2 separate regions of the Bombyx mori genome follow, and region 2 is linked to region 1. A link is a contact called in public Hi-C data. All regions are on one chromosome and are shown on one strand. The core of a region is the stretch at or near the end of the contact, and the rest is flanking DNA. Distances in the headings are between cores, read along the strand shown.

Region 1 (7,071 bases), core at 1,990-4,489:
GATTCGGAATTAGAATCAGTTTAGATTCTGCGAAGCATTGCTCTTATTAGGGCTAATCCTAGGAATTTCTCTCGGGTTGACTACCCGTCCAGGTGTAGCTGGAATAGCCCTTTAAGGTACCAGCGAAATCCTAACTATACATTTTCTCATCGGCTATGACATTACAATCTATACTAATATATAAATCTACAGTGGTTTTTACGGATGTTCCGTTATAACTACTGAACCATGCATCCGATTGACTTGAAACTTCGTTACCATGTAGAAAATATATGTACTTAATGGATAAGCTAATATTTATATGAGTGTTGGACTGCCTATACCAGTTGCGGGGGCGTTAATGATGAGAATCTTTGGGGTGAGAAATAATAATGTTAATTTTAAATGGTCAGCGAAGCGGACGGGTACAGCTCAATAAAGCTACTTACTATTTATGACCAAGCAGTCGTTTGTCGTTTGAATAGCGAGACGGCCATTTAATACAATGAGTCTCAATGAGTGTCAATGAGTGTCAAGGTTGGTCACGGAAACGTTCTAACACCACGGTCATCGGTCCTCAAATTAGTTTTCCCTGTGTCATGGGTACCAGAGATCTGACATACATATGTCACTATACTTACATACTTATCCTCACAAAAAGAGCAAAGAAACCTGTTCGTCCGACACGAGAATCGAACCCACGACCCTCGACGTCACAGTCAGGTACGCTGAATCCTGCACCGCCGACTCAGTCTCCTCTTGTATTTTAAATAATAATCTTTCACTAATCAATAGTGAATTGAAATCGTATCGATTCGACAAAAACAAAAAATCGATTTCTCGAGAAATACATCGATTTCTTCTATAATGAACTGTTATTTCACATGCAAGTTTCCCAAAACTACATATTTGTTATCATAAAAAAAACGAAATATCTAGAATATTCTTTACATGAATTTAACGCATCGCACGTACTCCTGCGCAGTTTTATTTAAAATGGAGCTCTCCCCACTATTTTTGAATTGTTAACAAAAAAAAACACACACACACACACACACACACCCCACATTGAAAGGGGTGGAACATATTACAAAGAAACGGGCGGGTACCCGTTTTTTTTTTGTTTAAAGTTTGTCTCCGAAAGAGACAGATAGTGTTACGAATAAAGCAAGTCAACCAAATCGAGCGATGATATTTCAAGCGATTTTAATATCTATACCTTGAAACACGTTATAGGTTTTTTTATATTTTTATTGTTTAGATGGGTGGACGAGCTCACGGCCCACCTGGTGTTAAGTGGTTACCGGAGCCCATAGACAAATACAATGTAAATGCCGCCACCCACCTTGAGATATGAGTTCTAAGGTCTCAGTATAGCTACGACGGCTACCCCACCGAACCGAAACGCATTACTGTTTCACTGCTGAAATAAGCAGGGTGGTTGTACCTGCCTATGCGAACTCACAAGACGTCCTACCACCAGTAAATGGGTGGGTTTTATGAGTGGTAAGGCGTTTTTTGAGCTCGTCTAGGTATGTACCACCACTCTGCCTATTTCTGCTGCGAAGCAATTATGCGTTTCGGTTTGAAAGGTAGAGCAGCCGTTGTACTATAGAACTGAGACATAGAACTCGTAATGTGTGGGCTACATTCACGTTATTCATGATTATGGGCTCCGGTAACCACTTCAAACCTGACCGTGAGCTGATTCATCAGCTTAGACAATAAGTTAAAGTCTGACGGTGCAAGTTTCTGGAATGCCATACCATTACCAGCGTGAAAAATAAGAAGTCGAGGGTTAGTAATTAAAATAATAGAGTAAGATATTTAACGCTACTAACATTGCACACATATTGTTAATTTCCGTGTATGATAAAAAAGGTCATATACCTTTGACAATGATTAAAACTATGTACCATTCCTGATCCATTGACGGTGCTTTTAGGCATAACAAACACCGATCACCGTCCTCGTCGAGCCCGTCGCTTGCGACGAAGGGCTCGACGAGCGAATTAACCCATCGACACAGCCCACGGAGTTTCTCGCCGGATCTTCTCAGTCGGTCGCGTTTTCGATCCGGTAGTAGATTCTGCGAAGCACTGCTCTTACTAGGGTTAGCTCACCTATAAACGTTAGGGCGAAGCTGAAATAGCCTCTCAAGGCTATCAGCCTAGGTAGGAAAAAAAATGTACCATTATGAAAGTTCCATATTTCCAATAAGTACGTCAATTTACCTCGGATTTTTTTTTCATTTAGCCATAGTTACCGATCTGACTAGTACCAAGCTGATGACAGAATGAAGTGCTGTCAACGGTACTCCGAAGTCACTGGCTGGGGTCCATATACCTTGGTTACGTTTGGTTAAAATTCGAACTGCATTAAGATAATGTAACTTATATATACCACTAGACGAGCACCGCGGATACGCTCGCTTTTAATTAGTAATTGAGAAAGAATGAAACAAGATTCATTTTCTCGGGACAAAAAATTGCTTGTGTCGCTTTCTGATCCGTTAATTTATAGATTCGTTGTTTTGTGAACATATTTTTAATGTCCTGAGTAACAAACATACAAACTTTCATATTTATTATATTGGCGTAGAAATAAAAATGCCGTATAGAAAGAACTTAATAAAGAAATTTCAATTCAAATGTAAGAAGAGATCATAATATAATTTTCAAACTTCAACTTCAAACCACCATATGGACAGGACCTCAAGGAAAAATGAAGAAAGGAAGGCCCTTGACACGCTGGGAGGACGAAATAAAAAAAGCAGCTGGCCCAAAAAGAGTGGTGGCAATTAGCCTAGAATAGAGAGAAGTGGTCATCATTGGAGGAGGCTTTTATCCAACCTGGGGACCTTGCTAGTAATTAAACATAGTGTTATAGTATAAATAAATTTAGTAAATTAAGAAGCAATGTAGCAGGATCAAATAAAGACTTTTTCTTTAATTTTATTTATTATTTTATTTTCAAACCATTGCCAGTGACACACGACAAAGATACTATACTGTCAGTAATAATGATCATAAATTATTGTGCAAACAAATCTTTCCGTTTTAGAATATAAAAATAGCAATGTGAGTAAGAAGTTTCATAGTAAACAAATTGGTTTGTTCATTCCAATAGCTCTCGATTCTAATAAGAATTTACCACACATTAATTAAATGGACTTTCTAAAGTACATATATCTCCATAAAAACGCCGGGAAACGAATATAAATGCTTAAAATCGTATCGAATAAGATGTGAGGTGGCAATTTCGATGGAAAATGAGACGGTTTAAGCACAAAGTCACGTACTCAGAGGCTAACACAAATTTAATGTTTCGCTTTGAACAAGTTAAGAAACGCGCAGCGCCATCTAGCGTCGAGAAGACAAAACAAAAGCAAAAATTAAGCTATTTTAGTAGTAAATTCTTTAGTTTCTGAAAACTGATAATTTAACAAATTTATTAATCGTGCTCGTATATATTTTTTATTATTTTCTGTTACATTTTCAATTTGTGGCATTAAGCGCCACCTATTGATGAATAGACATAAGTACGAAATGCTGTTTTACCGACTCTATAATTCACCCCTTGTGCACACGTTTCCTCCTGTAAGCTTGTGTGCATGTGGGGAAAGCGCTCCAAATTCAAATCTTAAACTGTTATGGCTGCTAGTCAACCATTTTGAAATACTAAAAATGTTAGCTATCAACGAATAAAGAGGCGCCGACTTTGTGAAGTCGTTTCTTATTTAAACAAGGCTATTACATTTTCAGATCTGTAAATTTCAGTTTAATTTAATTTTAAAAGAGTATTAAATAACTTCACGTAAATTTTAAATATGTATTGTTAAATTCAGATTATTGTTTGTAAAAAAACTGATTGCTTTCAAAATATTTTTACACAAATTTTGTAAACTTTTAAGTTGTTGATATTAATAAAAATCGGATGTTTTGATAACCTTGTGCATTTATAAAGGGCTTTAATTAAAACTATATGTATTTACGATTTAGTCCTATTTATGTTAAATTAAGCCGTAAAAGTTATTTTAATCAGGCCTATGACCCGCGAAATCGAAAAAAATGTTATTGATATTTTCCTATAAAAATTATAAGAGACGAAAGTAATTAAAAAAAAAATTATAACGTCGCGTTTATTAAAAAAAAAAACTTTGCCATTCACCCTCTCCTCCTTCACTTCAACAATACAAAATCAATACCTAAAACAATGAATAAGTTATTAAAAAGAAAACTTACAAATTTTCCGGCCGCATTGTAAGGTATTGAATGACCATCTTTATAATTGACATAATGGCCACTTACATCGAAAGCGAACAATGAAGCTTCGAAGAGAATAAGCTGTCTTCATTTTCTTTAAAAAAGGTTGAGCCATTATGTCTTGCGATATTCATGCGCTGACAAAATTTACAATTAGTAAATTCGGTAGTAAGCGGCTTGGCTCTGCCCCTGGCATTGCTGATGTCCATGGGCGACGATAACCACTCACCTTCAGGTGGGCCGTATGCTCGTCTGCCTACAGAGGCAATAAAAAAAAATCCGGAAACTTCGTCGCGTAGGTCGTTGCTACTAGATACGTGCTATATCTTTAGGAAGGATTGGTAACTGGTTGCTCCATTTTTTAAACCTGATATAATTGCATCTCTGAATACAAACTCATTGGACTTCTTTAGTAATAAGACCGAATACCTTCTGCTTCTTACGCTTGTCCCAAATTATGTGGATTCGACGTAATATGTGCACTTATAATGCTGCTCATAGGGATTTGGCGCGAGTATTACGACCGTACGTGACGTCAACAATCCTTGGGTTATATCTCCAGTAGTATATCCATTGCAACATTGCAACTCTGAGGAATTGTTCGAGATGATACCATCATCTCGTTTTCACCATCGCACCGCCCGCCACCGGAGTAGAGTTCATCCATACTACCTGGAGCCACTGCGTTCATCGACAGTGCGTTTCCAGAGATCTTTTTTGCCACATACCATCCGGCTTTGGAATAATCCCCCCCTCTACGGTGTTTCCCGGGCGCTATGTCCTGCTTCAAACGAGGCTTGTTGAGAGTATTCAACAGTAGGCAGCGGCCTGGATCTGCCCCTGGCATTGCTGAAGTCCATGACCGACGGTAACCACTCACCATTAGGTGGGCCCCATCTTCGTCTAACTATACGACAATAAAAAAAATACGTGCCATAGGGAGTTTTTTTTTTTAATCTTCCTTTGGTATTTCTTTTACTTCATCAGCTTTTCGCTCCATTAACTGCATTTTTACAATCGTAAACATTTACATTAAAATTTAGATTTTCAACTACCAAAAGATTAAATTAACGCACTCTATTCGTGCTTCTGTATCATCATAATAACGTCAAACATGTTTACAGTTGAAACCATGATCTGACTGACACGACTCATGATAATTACGCCTCGGCCTAAAGCATAAGACATATGCTTTGCTAGTCTCGACTGATGTGAGTGTACCAGTGTCTACTTATTACATGTTCACGACTGATTAACACAATGAAAGAATAACATCGTGTAATAAAATTAATCCATTCAAATATATTTTTGGCGTAATTACTGGTGGTACGCCGTATTGTGATCCGGCACGGCCAGAAAACACGACCCTGCCCGTTTCTGTCGCAAAGCAGTAATATTTTCCAATTTAAATTACGGCACATCCTTTATATTATAAAACTGAGACTTAGAAGTCATACTCAAGGTGGGTGGCGGCATTTATGCTGTTTATAGCTGTGGGCTCGGGTAATCACTTAACACTAGGTGGGCCGTGAGCTGGTGCACACATCCAGTAATAATAAAAAAAATGAAAAAAAAATAGTGATGGGTAGTGGGATGGGAATGGGACATAACAAAATCGTCTCAAACAATTCTACGTAAAATCCCGACTTAGACCTCATTCATGTCTCAAGGTAAATAAAGTTTTCTCCAATCATAGAATAAATAAATAAAACACTAATTGAATGCTTATTAATTTTGTTATCGGCTATAATTAACTTCAAAAGGTAAATAATTTATCAGAACTCAAATTTCACAGCTTTCTAGGAACATTTTTTTATTGCTTAGATGGATGAACGAGCTGACAGCTCACCTGGTGTTAAGTGGTTACTGGAGCCCATAGACATCTACAACGTAAATGCCGCCACCTACCTTGAGATATGAGTTCTTAGGTCCCACGTTTTACAGCACAAAATCGCGTGCCTAAGGGAGATAATCGCTAAAAATCAGATGAACTGTTAGCTTGCCTCCGTTACAACAATCGCAACATTTGTCAGCACGAATAAAAAATATATATTGCTTTCTATATTTTAATAACCGTTGAATCTTACCTAAAAAAAAAACGGTGCGAAGTTAATTTATTCAAATAAGAAAAAAAAAACAAAGCCGACAGGTAAATCAGATTTCAAGCGATGCATGAAAAATTACTACCGACTATGTAATTGAAAAAAAATATATATCAAAAAACAGACTTCTGCGTGTTTTCGACTTAAAACTAATAGCTACATACGACCTTTTTAAATTAATCAAATAAACAATTCTATGAAACATTTTGATGCGTATAGTTTCATTTAACAAAAGATGTCGTAAGCGACAAGTTTTATTTAGGTTCGTTTCGCTTCGACCGTGAGCTTTGACAATAATTGAAACACAGCAAAAAAAATTACACCCTTATTGAATGTCACTGCAGTGAAACAATGTACATTAAAAATTTAAATTCTTTACAAAACTTTTCGAATCAAAACCGACGCTCCTAAAGTGTACTGTTACGAATTTAATAGACAAAGGGCTATTTTTTTTAATTGCCCCAATGCGAGAGTATAATTTCTAAAGAGCTTGCACACAAAAAAATGGCACTGTTTTCAAAAATTTAACTTATAAATTTTGATATTTAGAAGTATTTATATGTATTAAACAAGTCAGTTTACCTGTATCCAAATATGCGACTTTACTAGGGATATAATTCAGGAGGCAGTGGCCAATTGTTCTAAAGATATAAGTATGCATCTAATACGAACGATTGAACGCTAAAGAAACAACAGTAAGAAAATCAAACCCATAAAACATGTAC
Region 2 (7,071 bases), core at 1,852-4,351, 200 kb before region 1:
TAATTTCAGACTGATGGGAGTGAGTAAGTGAGAGTTTGTGAGGCGACATGTGGCGCACAGCCGGGTCGGGTCGTCGGTCCCTATAATATTAATTGATACCTCGGCATTCACGGATCAATGATCATTATCGGGCTATATTTTCACAGAATTGAAGCTCACAATCACTCCGATATATTATGTATATATAAAAATAAGCACTTGATGAAAATTTCGTTTGAGACATCATGACACGAGCGAGTAGCTTTGTTTGTAACCACTCTAGCATCGTATTAGATGATAAATACTAGTGCTAATTATTACCAAGACAGATATTCGAGTGTGTATCGCACAAGATATATTTGCACGGACGAAATCGAGGTTGTTGACTGTTTCTAGAATGTCGAAAGTACACGGTGACTCAGCAGACCAATAAATTTTACCAAAATCGTCTTACCTATCTCTATAAAGATTATTGGCGACCGTTCATATTAAATTATTCTAGTCGCACACTGTTGAAACGGTGTAAGCGAGCCGCGATCAACACGCCAATCTAGTCTTTGCTGATTAAATACTGGTTCTCGCGTACGTTCAGAGCGCTGAGTTTAAAGACCTTTTTCATTTAACCTTCACAGCGACGATACGACGAACAAACTAGGACGGTCACGTCAAGAGAAAATCGTTTACACAGTTGGTAAAGTTAGTGTGGATACCCACTCATAGGCCCACGTTCTCAGCACAAGAAACAGAGCGATGCGTTTCTATTGGCCGGGCCGTTACATCGAACAGCTAAAATATTCAAATTTTATGTTTTATGCAACTGGTTTTTGTATTATTATTATTTCTTTTTTAATCTCGAACAAGATTTTCTCTAGTATATTCGAGAATTAATGTGATTTATGTGAATTCTGGTTGCGTGATGCGTAGACACACACAGGTGTTCTTCGTAGTTATTTATTGATTGTTTCGTCAATTGATTTATATGATCACGTACGTTTTACGGTACATTTACTATAACGTTAATTGGCGGGGTTTGTGGTCGAAGATTTTCGAAAGTTGACTAATCAGATACATTAAGTACAGGTTTCGCGAGATTCGGACGTAATTAAAAACCGCAATCTTGAGTTCGTTCTTTTTTAATTCAGTTTATCAGTGCGAACAACTTCTAAATTAGCTAAAAAAAAACTAGTTATTCCATAAATAGTGGGCAAGGTTATCTACTATTAAAATATCTGGATTTCAATATAGAAAATTTATCTGACACACCTTATCATCTACATGAAGCCCCAAGTCAAACAAATTGTCAAAACTGAAGTCAGTCCTTATGCGTGGAAAGAAACGTAACTATTATTTTTAACTATGACAGGCACTTTTGATCTTTGACAAATCGAGTCATAAACATATTAGCAAGAATTCCTATTTATTGATAAAATTATTAATAGCTGGTACGATATTTTATAGTAAAACTGACGAATGTAAGAATTTTTTAAAATTTTCAATCAGTTTCCAGTCTACAAAGTTGATATAGAAGACAATTTATTCTTGCACAGAGATTCTTTGAGATATGTAATCAAACTGTTGATGTAATGATTGAACTATATTTACGGCTCGATCTCTATTACTGTCATTGTGTTAACACAATATTCAAATTTCGAAGCTTAACACCATAGTTCGTCTGTGACCATGAAAACTGTAGAGTATTGCAAGCGTGGGTGTTACTATTGTGACGATAAGAAACTCGATATTAAACCGTAAAAGTAATTTGAATTACCAAGCCTTGCGAAAACCGAAGAAAATAAGAAAACAACGAATTCGAAAGAAAATAGCTCGTTTTTGACTTTACAAGTAATTCGATCGAATTTTTTTTTCATAACACTGCCATCCACAGTAGCCATTTTTATCGCAAAACATAGCGATGGCCAGGTACGTGATAATTTTTTTTATCAGATACAATACTAAGTGTATCTGATACCGATTGATAATTTCGGTAAAGAAAACTGTTACCAGAAATCTGCTATTACTGTAATTGATTTATTTGCGGAGTATTAGATAATATTGCGGTGTTCACGATAAATGATAAAATGAAATGGATATTACGCGCTATTTTGTAATTCGGCCGTGTTGTATAATTTTTATTATAGGTAAAAATATTTCAATAAGAGTTTACTTTTTAATTTTAAATAAACCTGTACCTAGTATTGTGTTTTTTTTGTTGTTTTAGGACAGCATATATATCTGTAGGTATACTAAAATTTAGGATACCAAAATAATTTTCATACGATTTAAACACACTGTCATTTTTGTGTGAAATTGTGAATTATGTACCGAGAAATTTCTCGCACAGTAAAATTGTTTTTCAATATTATTAATAAAGAGCAGTTCATATATTTTTGAAGCTACTAAATTACATTTAATTTTATTTCATGCATCAAGAATTATTAAATTATAATTTCGGCAATATATTATGGTTACATACGAATAAAATTGGCTTCAGTAGAGTGAATATTAGCTTCACATATTAATTCAAAATGTATTTGATATACTAATATTTTTTATAAACATCTATTATTATTTATAGGTTTTAAATAACATTTACCCTGCCTCGAACACAAACTATTAAAATTTCAATGTATTCAAATTTAATACAAAACCCACTAATAAAATCAATGTAATAAATATTTTATTTTTGATAGATCGTAATTTGTATTCGGCATTGGAATAAAAATGGCTACATATATCATTATCACAATTTTAGGACGTTCGATACATGAATCTAAGTTCATTATAAACGTAATTTAGTTTCGTTTCGACCATAAAAAATGTTGAAAGAGATCACATAACGAAATAATCGCTTGTCAAGAATGATTCGATCATTACCATATTTAGCGGGAAAACCGGCGTGGTCATTAACAGCATTCGATATCGAACAAACACTGGTTGCCAACACACGTATCAACTAAGTCTGTTTTCTCTTGAATGTTTACGTCGGAATAATCATTAAAAAAAAAAAAAACACACACGCGCACTTTAATTTAGCGAATTTGTTATCTACGTTCACTTGTCTGATCACTCGTACGACATTATCTAACTGAGCGTAATAATTAGCGGGTGTATTGTTTCAGTGGTCGCGTACCTAAGTGGCAAAGGTTCGCGGCGCGCCGCTAAACTGTTCGTCCTCGCGTTGTGTTCGCTAACGTCTCTTTTCCCCTTTACTTCCGCACCAGCTTTTTGGTGAGGGCGCAGGCGCCCCTGCCATTTTTTAAACCGCGCCCATGCTTCTGTAATTTCTATCGTGCACCTTGAAAACGGCTTTTTTCTGTCATTTTTTTCACTACGTCTCTTTCTAACGTCACTCGTCGCTAAATCTCCGTCCCCCTCCATCTAACGGTCGGCGATGTGCACTGCTCCATCGTAACACCGGTAGCTTAACGTTCTCTCTTTCTAAAACGACGCGACGCCGGTGACGCCAATTATTTTGCTATACCTCACATTCTAAACGGCGCTATAATCGTGTTAAACTTTAATATGAACCTTAATGCATTGTCATAAAGCTGTAAATATCAACTGCACGACGTAGTTGCGACTTTTCTGTCTAATGCAAAAAGTGTAAAGTTCCGGCCATTTTTGCGATAAAAAAAATCACGTGCATGCACGTAACCACGCCTTAGTATACACATGTTATATCGCTGTCTGTCTTACTCCTTTTATTTTTTTATTTTCTATCTCGTTCCTTCACGCACACATCAGCGCACCGTCGAATGCTTCGGGAGCCCAAGTTTTTGCCGCCACCTAGCGTTGGATAGCGGAACTTGAAGGAAAAGAAAGCATTTCTCCGAGGGCGGCAGCACTGCGTGAAAGGGGCTATTTCTAAGTCAAATTAGTTCTGGAATTTTCCGCGCACCACTGGCGCTTTGTACATATACGAGTATTCGAACTATAAAATCTCTATGCCCTGATAACGAGCGGCGTGCGGCTTTGTAAACGAGATTGCTTATTAATGCGCCCGAGAATCAATTAATAGAACCGGCCGACTCGACGCAACCGAAGAAAAATAATGTTGTTGTCTGTTCATTTAATGGAAACAGATTTAGTCGAGAATTTGCATTTAATTTGCGCGTTTCGCCGTGTTTGCCAGCAGGGGGCGCTGTGAGTCTGTTCCACGGGGAGCAACTATATTAAATGCGAGAGAGCAGTACAAAAAATACTTCGCGTGGGCCGATGTAATAAGCCACTGGAATAGGTTAATGGAGATTAAGCACAATTTTATTAGAGTCAGCAGTTACCGTAAATTATAAAATTAAAATACCTTGTGCTTGTCGCGTAGCTACGATACGACGTAAAACATAATTCTCGTACGTAAAGCACTTGATGAAATTAAAATTAAAATTATTAATTACAAACAATACACTTAACGAATTAACATTGATTGTGTCATTATTTATTTTTTGGATAAAATAAAGGAAAAATACGTACTCTATAATAATATACTCACTATGCTTATAATCAACGAGGATTTAAAAAGTTAAATATAGATTTTTACAAATTCTTTAATGGGTATTAAATATCATAAATAATACGAAAATATGAAATATGTAAATTTAATAAATATATCTAATGCGCACTTAAATATATTATATTACTAAGATATTTCATCTTTTTCTCCACCTTATCCCACTAGGTGGGATCCGCACAGTTAATTTTTCTCTTCTATCAGCCGTCATCTCAACACTCATTCCTCTCTCTCTCATATCGTCATTCACACACTCCATCCATGTCTTGCTTTAGTCGACCTCTTCCCCCTCTACCTTGCAGGCTTGCAGTACCATTTCCATACATCTCCTAGTCACATGCATCTTCTCTCTACGCATCACATGTTCATACCACGCTATTATTACTTAGATATTTGATCTTTTGAATTGCAATTGTATCTTCGATGGCAACGTAGCTTGGTGAAAACTATTCTTTTCTCGAGTTCATCAATGACTAGCTAATTATAACCGTGCAGTTTCTTACGATCAACATTTACAGCGTGGATCTCGTCTCAAGCCAAAGTCAGACGCGCGGAATGTCACCAAGAAAACATCTTTGTAGGACCGAAATGGAGATTTTTATTTTAATGCCAGCTCGTTTGCTCCGTTTTAGGCGCGGTCCAACATTTCTCGCCACGGCTTATGTAAATGATATGTTAAGAACAGCTTTATATGGATTTAAAGTTGATGGAAATGACTTAGGGGCGAGTTAGGAGCAGTTTTTTTTTTTTTAGAGAAATTAACGGTCCTAATGAGTGCTTGTCGCATTTTCTTTGTTCACTGGAATCATTAGAAATCACTTCACAGAGTAGATGCAAGTTTTGGAAAGGAAACTTTTACAATACGAGTTCGAAGTAAATGAATTATTTATCAATATTACGTGATTCACTTGCAAGCGGTTTTTTTTATTGCTTAAATTAGTGGACGAGCTCACAGCCCATCCCGCAGTAGTTGTCCCGCAGTAGTCGAAATTCGACTACAATTAATCAAAATTATAAGCTTGAACATCATTATGGTTCTATTGTCAAAGACTATTATATTTCGCCAATGCTACGTTATAGACAAATAATATTAAAGATAAATATTGAATAACCTATTCTCAATTTGACCACAGACATCAAGCAATAACAAAACTTTGACAATAAACATAGAGTATAATATATTGTTATATGTGTGTATGTCAAATATATGGTAGTGTGTATAATGTTTTATTTATTGATTTAATGTATTATTATCGCTTTTTTTTTATTAAAAAATATTAACATTCTGCACTCCTTCTCTATATTCTCTGTAAGTTTGGGAAAATTCATACTCCTCCGTCCGCGCAATTTTCGTAAAAATGGATACAAAGTTTTTGCTTCACGTATTAATATGTAGATAAATTATTATCATGAAAGCTATGTATAAATGTCTGTCATAAATATCGAAGATTTTAAAGTTGTTTTATAATAATAACATAACAATTCGCGAGCGAACAACAAACGTTTACAAGTCCATAACGAGCGGTAATTATCTTTTACTCACACCCGTGCTAATTGAGGTCATACTAATTTAGAAACGGAGTAAAAATAACTTGTGCATCGTACCAGGGTCTACTGAACGTGCATTCTGTGACTATATATTAATTATATTTTTTTTTTTACTGCCAGTTACATATTTTGTACCTATTCCTCCTGCCTATTCCTAGTTTGAAGCAATCCAGCATTCCGATTTGAACAATATTCAACCGTATTTAGTTGTCATAGGAACCCGGGAATTCTTTTCAAACATAAGTTTATTATGTGTGACGTCATTTAGAATGAAAATAAACAACTAATACATACTAATATGGAGCCAAGAGAGACTATGTCACACAAGCCTCTACGTCACCAATGTTAGACCTTTGACTGGCCTTGTACTAATATTGATAATCAATATAATTAATTCTATCGTAATTAAAGTATTTTCTTTCTGTTTGATTTCTATTGAATAAAATATGTAGTCATTACGTATTATTACATAATTCCTGAAGAAACTTCTAGTGCTTCAAAGAAAATTACTTTAAGTATAAGTTAATTAAAAAAAGGTTAATTAGCTTATTTATGGATTCTAAATTGTTTTTTTCTTATTCCCAACGGTTCCTACAAATCTAATAACTATGTATTATTTGCTAACTATTATGTAAATTTTATGTGGTCATCCAAAATGGTTATCGTTTCTTTCAGAACTGAACTGGACGAATTCTAATTTAATTAAGATTCCCTCAATCTACTTATTAGATTGTCGTGTCAATGGTCTCCTTTAGTCTGATGAAACCGTATTTCTCAGGATCGTCTGTCTACCTTAGCTTTATTCGACAAGTATTTTTTCGGGAATGGCTTAACTAATTACAAGTTTTAAATAATCAAGACGGGGGACCTTAAGTTACAGTCAATACAAAAACAAAAAAAAGGATCAAAATAATCTTTCGAGAAAACTGGTCTAGTTTCTTGGGTTCGACGCAGGAGTTCAGTTACTCAAATTTTTGATTTAATCAACAACCACTCAAAAGGCACCGGCATTTTTTTTCTCCTACCTATTATTAGCT

The links. Hi-C and Micro-C count contacts between places; a contact is called where the count stands out from the background.
Region 2: a contact with region 1 is called in a Hi-C map of whole pupa, with 3 times the contacts expected there. The contact joins two enhancer-like sites. A contact is called at or near these places in 4 of 7 Hi-C or Micro-C datasets (middle silk gland, posterior silk gland and whole pupa).

Annotation. Positions count from the first base shown.
Region 1 is chr11:8,436,504-8,443,574 of ASM3026992v2, reverse strand. No RefSeq gene overlaps it. Among protein-coding and RNA genes, the nearest start is that of LOC101742752, 54 kb to the right of the region's middle. Within about 2 kb of position 3,239, at least 5 of the 8 cell types and tissues checked have open chromatin away from gene starts, as enhancers often do.
Region 2 is chr11:8,633,906-8,640,976 of ASM3026992v2, reverse strand. No RefSeq gene overlaps it. Among protein-coding and RNA genes, the nearest start is that of LOC105842375, 3.9 kb to the left of the region's middle. Within about 2 kb of position 3,101, at least 8 of the 8 cell types and tissues checked have open chromatin away from gene starts, as enhancers often do.